Linked DNA regions of Zea mays: region 2 is linked to region 1. A link is a contact called in public Hi-C data. All regions are on one chromosome and are shown on one strand. The core of a region is the stretch at or near the end of the contact, and the rest is flanking DNA. Distances in the headings are between cores, read along the strand shown. Region 1 holds the start of LOC100276565. Region 2 holds the start of LOC103627226.

Region 1 (3,352 bases), core at 745-3,244:
AAAATCCAATGAACCCCAGGTCTGTTTTTCTTGGTCCATAACAACATGCATTACAAGTTTACAACATAAGCTCGGCCACAAACTGCACAAGCAAGAAATGATAAATTTGTCAGCATTCTTAGGATAAACACTGCATAAAGGTGGGCAATCGCAAACAGAATAATAATGTAAGTTCAGATGAAGCAATCACGACATATACCCACTGAATCATTCGCAGAGCACCTGTTCAACACGTTTAGAGATTGTCCTCTTGGATCCAGAGCATCCATGATATATCCAGTGCACACCAGATAGACATAAATTAAAGTGCATTCACTTGGAGAGTTCAAATTCATCTCCTCCCACCACACATCCCTCATGCTGCCTGCTAAAAGAACCATGTCTTTCTCTACCCCTCGTCCTTGGTGGCAATGCTGCCCTCAACAAAGTGGAGTACTCTTCCCTGATAGCAACAAGCGGATGTGCATGCTTCTCAAGCAGCTGGCTTCCACCGCCGTAAGCTTCTCTAAGAACAACCATCTGAGTGCCACAAACCCTGGACAGGTAAAAAATGCCAGGGTGGCGTTCGAACACCTTGGTGAACTTCTGCGGCATGCCAAGCAGCTTCCTCATATTGCTCACATTCTGGCGCTCCGTTCTCTTCGCCACAGTGAGGTGCAGCAGCTCATGGAACACTCCCACATTCCGCTTCTCCGACACGTCTGTGCGGCGGTCGAGGCCTGAAGCGTCAGCGTATGGGCTGGTGTATGGCAGCGCCTGCCACTCCCGTAGCCAGGACATGCACTTGCTTCTCAGACCATAACCCCTAGTGAAGCTCACCGGGAAGGGGATGCAGGTGGTATCGCCTCCGTCAGCGCTCTTCTCAAGCTCGGAGACGGCGAGAAGATCGTCCCAGGAGAGGAGGCGGAGCCAGACGCGCTCGTCGCCCTCCGGCTGCTCAAGGGCGAAGTGGTCAGGGTAGCGGGGGAGGATGGAGTCCTGGTAATCGCTGGGCAGGCCAAGGTCCCAGCGGAGAAGGTCGACGGTGTGGAGCGGGAGCGAACGGGGGAGAGTGAGCATGAGGAGACGGCGGAGGCGGGCGACGAGGTCGCCCTCGGTGGCGAAGAGACAATCTACCTCCCGCTGCCGCAGGACGAACGCCATGTCTGTCGGCGACACGCCGCCGCGGGACAACGTGAACATGGTATGGTATCTCCTGAGGAACTCGAGCAAAGAGTGTGCGGAACCACATATCCTTCGAGCGGACTTTTCAGCGAGGAGGTCCGACCGCGAGACGCGGTGGCCGGGCCGGGAGAACACGAGGTCGAGCAGGTGGTGGGCGGTGCGGAGGTGCCGCTCCCGCGACACTGCAGCGTCGAGGGCCCGGTCCTTGACCCACTTCACCTTCACGTTCACCAACGTCGCGCGCTGCTCCGCCGCAAACAACGGCGTCCCTGACGGCGCCGCGTTCCACCAGCCCCTCCTCGTCGCTGAGCGCAGCCATCGCCACGCCATGGGAAAGCGCCGGCGAGACGCGCTGCCCAGGTGCTCGTTTAGTTGGGCCTAATGAAATGAAATGAAATGTTGGGCCGGCCGTACGAGGAGGCCCGCCGAGGTTAAGCGAAGATACCGAGGGGATAATAAAGCGTGGCCGCCGAGAGAGCGAGAAACGCGAGGTCACGAGATATGGCGGACGGCAAGCGAGGGGAGGATTCGGCCGTGGCGTTGAAGACCTCGCCGTCGTCGGCGGTGATGGCTGGGGGTTTACGCGGCGTGAGCAACCCTCTGGAGGAGTGGAGCGGGCGCGTGAAGGCGATTGAGGCCGGGTTCCGCGCGTGGATGGCGAAGCAACCCATCCAAATCGAGGCCGCGGTGACCACGGCCGTGGGGGCGGTGCAGGGCGGGGCTCTGGGTGGGCTCATGGGCTCGCTCACAGCTGACGGCGGGTCGCCGTTCCCCATCCCGCAGCCGCCGCCCAACGCCAACCCAGAGGCCATGGCGTCGTTCAAGCAGGCCCAGGTTGTCAACCAATCTCGTCTTGGGTGATTTACGTAGCTTATATGTGTAAAATTCGTCTTTTGCTCCGAAATTGCAATTACAGATGATTAATCCAATCCATTTAGAGTGTTTGTCCGCGGAAGGAAGCAATTCACCATTAGTTTCTCTAGCCTGTTCCACGATTTGACGGTAATCGTAGCATGAAGGTTATTATTAATTACAATGACTCGTATAGGGTGAGTTCTGTCTGCAATTTACTGTGTTTAGATATGGGGTAATCGCTGGTGTGAGTCTGGGACAACATTGTATGTAATTGAATGTAACCAATAATCATATGGTTAAGAGAAAACTAGCAATTGACTATGAATTGCATAAAGCAATATACTATTTGGATCATCCATTGTGTTCAATAACTACTCCCAAAACAAATTTGAGGAAATGCTCACTTATTTGTAAGCTGTAACCATCACTCCTGTGCCTTATAGTGATATTTTTGTTCAATTATTTTGCATATCGATGCTAACAGGGTGATTTGTAGGCTTTAGCTGGTGGACCTTTGGTGCAAGCCCGGAACTTTGCAGTCATGACCGGTGCAAACGCAGGCATATCTTGTGTCATGAGAAGGATACGAGGGAAAGAGGATATCCAGGGCAGGTGGGGGTTCATAATTTTATTTTATCTTCCATACATTTCAGGGAGCGTTCACAGTTCACTAAAGTACTCAATGTGTTTGATTTAATCTCACTAATGTCAAGATGTGCACATCTTAATACCTTCATATATCTGAATCAAAGCTGGTAATTCTTATATTTCTTTTGCGTATTTGGTGCAAAAATGGTATCTTGATTCAATATGTTATTTGTAGTTAATCCTTGGCTTAAAAAAATCCTAGTTTATTAATTAGAGTGTTCCTTTATGTTTGATAATGTCATGTTTGTATAGCATGGCAGCTGCTTTCGGTTCTGGTGCTCTTTTCTCCATAGTGAGCGGAATGGGAACTCCTAATCCAGTAGCAAATGCAGTTACAACTGGTGTTGCTTTTGCAGTATTTCAAGGTGGCTTTTTCATGGTAAGCACCTTGCTATCTTTGTCAATTAATTAAATATGGAGTCACTTTACTGCTATAGTTCATTGGTATGAATATTTTATATGTATATTGTATTGCCTAGTTCATTGCCATTTCCTCTTTAAGAGAGATTGAGCTCGAGACAGGAATGTTGTCATATCTGTGGAAAGTATGTATTGGACATTTAGTTTTTCTATTAAATTGTTGTACATCAGCCAATTCAAGTTTTCCCCTTGCTTTCTAGTTTGGCCTAGCAACATACCATGCTTGTATGAAATTGTGGAACCTAAAATCTGCACAAGGGGCTCA
Region 2 (3,513 bases), core at 967-3,466, 140 kb before region 1:
TACGGGGAGCACTCCCCGACGAGTAGCAAACCCGTTGACATCCCTACATCCGGTACACTCTGTGTAGCCTAATTTCTTTACGTCTTCGTGTTTCTTCGTTTAGCCTTCTTTAGCCTTGTGTCTTAAAGTTTTATATGAGCTTGATATATTTTTAATGAGTTTTCTAATGTCTTTGAGATGTTAATATTCTTGATCACCCTGTTGCCTTGATCAAGTCCATGTCGTATCCTCTGAACTATAAATATAAAAACTAATAAACACATTAGTTTAAATGGTCATGTTGACATTAAACACCAAAATTCATTAATCAAATAGCCTATGTCTAGATGTGTTTGATGACAGCTGTTGATCCTTTGAAGGAATCACAGCTAGGGGTGAGCATTTTAAAACCAAAACCCGAACCCGAACCCGAATTGACCGAATTATTGGTCTATTCGGGTTTTCGGGTTCGGTTCCTATATATGCTATATTTCTGGTTATGGGTTCGGGTTCGGTTCCTAACCTTTAAAACCCAAATAGACCGAATAACCCGAAATAGAAAAAAGCTCTTAATATATGATGATATTATTATATGATTTATGAGTTTATTAGCTAAAAATTATGATATCATCTTAACGATAGTATATATATATCATTATGTTATTTTTTATAGTCACTTGTTGTAAAAATAGTACTTCCAATTAATTATTATTTGTATATATTTTAACAAAAGATAATGGTTTCTCTACTATTTGAGTCTATTCGGTGGACCGAATAAACCGAACCGAAATTGTGGGTCTATTCGGATTCGGTTCCTAAAATTATTTTAGAAATTTCGGTTTTCATGTTTCATAACCCGAAATTTCAAAACCCCGAATAGACCGAATCGAATTACCCTAAGGTCCCGTTTGTTTCCTTTCATTTTGAGGAATTGAAATCTTACTAATGGAATGGGCTATTTTTTTAGAATGTGACATTCCACCACTTTCCAAAGTTATCATATAAACCTATCTCAAATTCATGTGGTGAGAAATGAAAATAGATTCTATATATTTACATACTATTTTTCCGATGTACAACTTATAACACACTCTTCTACTTGCTTCGCTATAACATAAATGTAGTATATAACTATCTCTCTCATATGATTTAGGATAATATACAAATATATTACATTTGTAAATATATGAATTTAATTAGTTTTGTCTAACTTATAATTATTAAAATGGAATTGAATTCCAACGAAACAAACGGGACCTAATAGACCGAATACCCAGCCCTAATCACAGCTACCCACATATACCGGTTCAGGTTGTCCACCCGCAGCAGGAAGTACTTATTTCCTCCTACTTTAGGGCCTGTTTGTTTACCCCCCAGATTATATAATCTGGATTAAATAATCCTAAGAGGCAAACAAACAGTCTAGCTTATTTGCCCAGATTATATAATCTAACCCCTTGGATTATGATAATCCATAAGCAAGTGAGGAGGTGCTTATTTCAGATTATTTTTTCCCACTTCCCCACTACCCTTTCAAGTTTCCTAGAAATTACCCACCATTGCCATTATAATCTACCGAATCGTTTTTGCGCCTATCGGATCGGAGAAGCCCGCCGCCCAACAGAAACACACCAGATAATCTGGGTAAACAAACATGACTACTCAGATTATATAATCCAGATTATATAATCCAGATTATATAATCTTCCAAAAATAATCCAGATTATATAATCCATTGGGGGTAAACAAACAGGCCCTTAGTCGCCATAATTGGACATACAAATCACCATGTACCAATGTCAATTATTAGGACTTGTCTCGAACATTTTTGACAGCATAGCTCCAATGTCAATTATTAGGACCTTTACAACCCCTATCATAGCGTGTACTTGACCAAAAAAACGAATAAACTCACGTAACACATAAGAACACAATCTTGCTCTAGTACTGTAAAGCTTGACAACATTTCAAGGTATGTTTCTTTGCTTAAAAAGTAAATTACAGTCATATAACCAAATTTTACTAAATCCGTTCTCGAATATTGTTGGTCCGCTAATTTATTTTTAAACTAAACCACGATAAATAAAAAAACAGAGGAAATAAAAGCTAATTTTCTAATGTGAGTAATATAACAAACTAAGTAACAAACTTAACATCTAAGGCTAAATGTGTAAAGACTAATTTGTTAATCTGAGTACCATACGAAAGTAAACAACAAATTAGTATTTACATATTAATTCTAGTACATTAAAACACTCCCTAAGCTTAACGCTCCAAGTTTATTTTTCAACCGTCCATGACCGCCATGTCGGACTCGGACTACGGAGCAACCGGCTATATGAATCAGCAACCGCCGGTGCGGCACGCCTCACACCTGTCACCGCACCAGTCGAAAGCTCTCCTGCGAAGAATCTAAAACCAAATCGGCGAGCCCCCAGTGGCGCCCACCGAATGAGCGGGCGCTTGTGCATATATGAGCTCTCGCTCCGGCAAATCTTCCTCTTCTTGTCTTGTCCAGTGAGGTGAAGCTTGTAAAATCGGACGTGAGCTACTGCTGCCCTGTCGTTATTCTGCTCAAAGATGCCTCCTCACGCGCCGCCGGCTGATCAAAAGGCCTGGCCGAGGCAGAGACACGCGGAGAAGGCGGCGGGGGCGCCGGCACCGCGGGAGCCGCTCGTGCAGCGGCGGGCGTCGTTCCACGCGCGCTGCACGCCTGAGAAGGAGCAGCAGCGAGACCACCTGATGAGACAGAAGCCCCGGACGCATCCGGACCTGCTGGCCGGCGTCAGGGAGCGGGGCTTCCGGCGAGCGGGCGTCCACGGCGGCAACGCTACTGCCGCCGCCGTCCCGTGGGGCAGGAGGGCGGCGCCGAGCAAGGCGCTGGTGACCGTCGCCGTGCATCGGAGCATGTGGCCGCTGCACGTGATGGCGAGGGCCGAGTGGCGCGTCGCGGACCTGGTCGCGGCCGCGGTGGAGCTCTACGTCAAGGAAGGACGGCGGCCGCCGCTGCCGTCCGCCGACCCCTCGGCGTTCGGGCTCCATTACTCCCAGTTCAGCTTGGAAAGTACGTGACGCTGACGCCGACGCCTCATTACTCTCCATTACTCTCTATTGACGCCGCTGTTTTCTAAACAAACAGGCTTGGACCCCGGGGAGAAGATCATGGAGCTTGGGAGCAGGAGCTTCTTCCTCTACCGCAGCAGTAGTTGCGGCTCGCTCTACGCGTCCAGCTAGCAACTGAAGCCGGCAAGGCCACGCCCACCTCTGCCGACAGGCCAAACATGCTACCACCAATCCACCATGGTAGCTTTGTAGAATACACTACTTGTCTTACGACCTCCGATCCCTCTCTAGATTCATAGATTGTGCATACATTTGTACTTGACCACCTTGCCAAATTTATTGAATTAATGATCGAGCAGGTAGATGCCTTGGTATTCCTGCATCCTTTTTTCCAAAATTCAAAACAGGTATTTCAATTTAAGTTGATGCATTATTCGATTGATCCCAGTCGGCCAGTTGGGATAGCCTCTT

Evidence for each region. Hi-C and Micro-C count contacts between places; a contact is called where the count stands out from the background.
Region 2: a contact with region 1 is called in a Hi-C map of ear, with 2.3 times the contacts expected there. The contact joins the promoter of LOC103627226 here to the promoter of LOC100276565 in region 1. A contact is called at or near these places in 3 of 25 Hi-C or Micro-C datasets (ear, tassel and an unstated tissue).

The regions. Positions count from the first base shown.
Region 1 is chr5:171,250,957-171,254,308 of Zm-B73-REFERENCE-NAM-5.0, reverse strand. LOC100276565 reads right to left here and starts at 1,994. Exons shown (of 2, transcript XM_008683418.3): 1 at 223-1,994; 2 at 1-82. The coding sequence starts at 1,494. The coding sequence ends at 313. It overlaps LOC100193860, which reads left to right and starts at 1,670. Exons shown (of 6, transcript NM_001138940.1): 1 at 1,670-1,998; 2 at 2,516-2,631; 3 at 2,920-3,046. The coding sequence starts at 1,732.
Region 2 is chr5:171,387,516-171,391,028 of Zm-B73-REFERENCE-NAM-5.0, reverse strand. It overlaps LOC103627226, which reads left to right and starts at 2,216. Exons shown (of 2, transcript XM_008647517.4): 1 at 2,216-3,043; 2 at 3,119-3,446. The coding sequence starts at 2,560. The coding sequence ends at 3,213.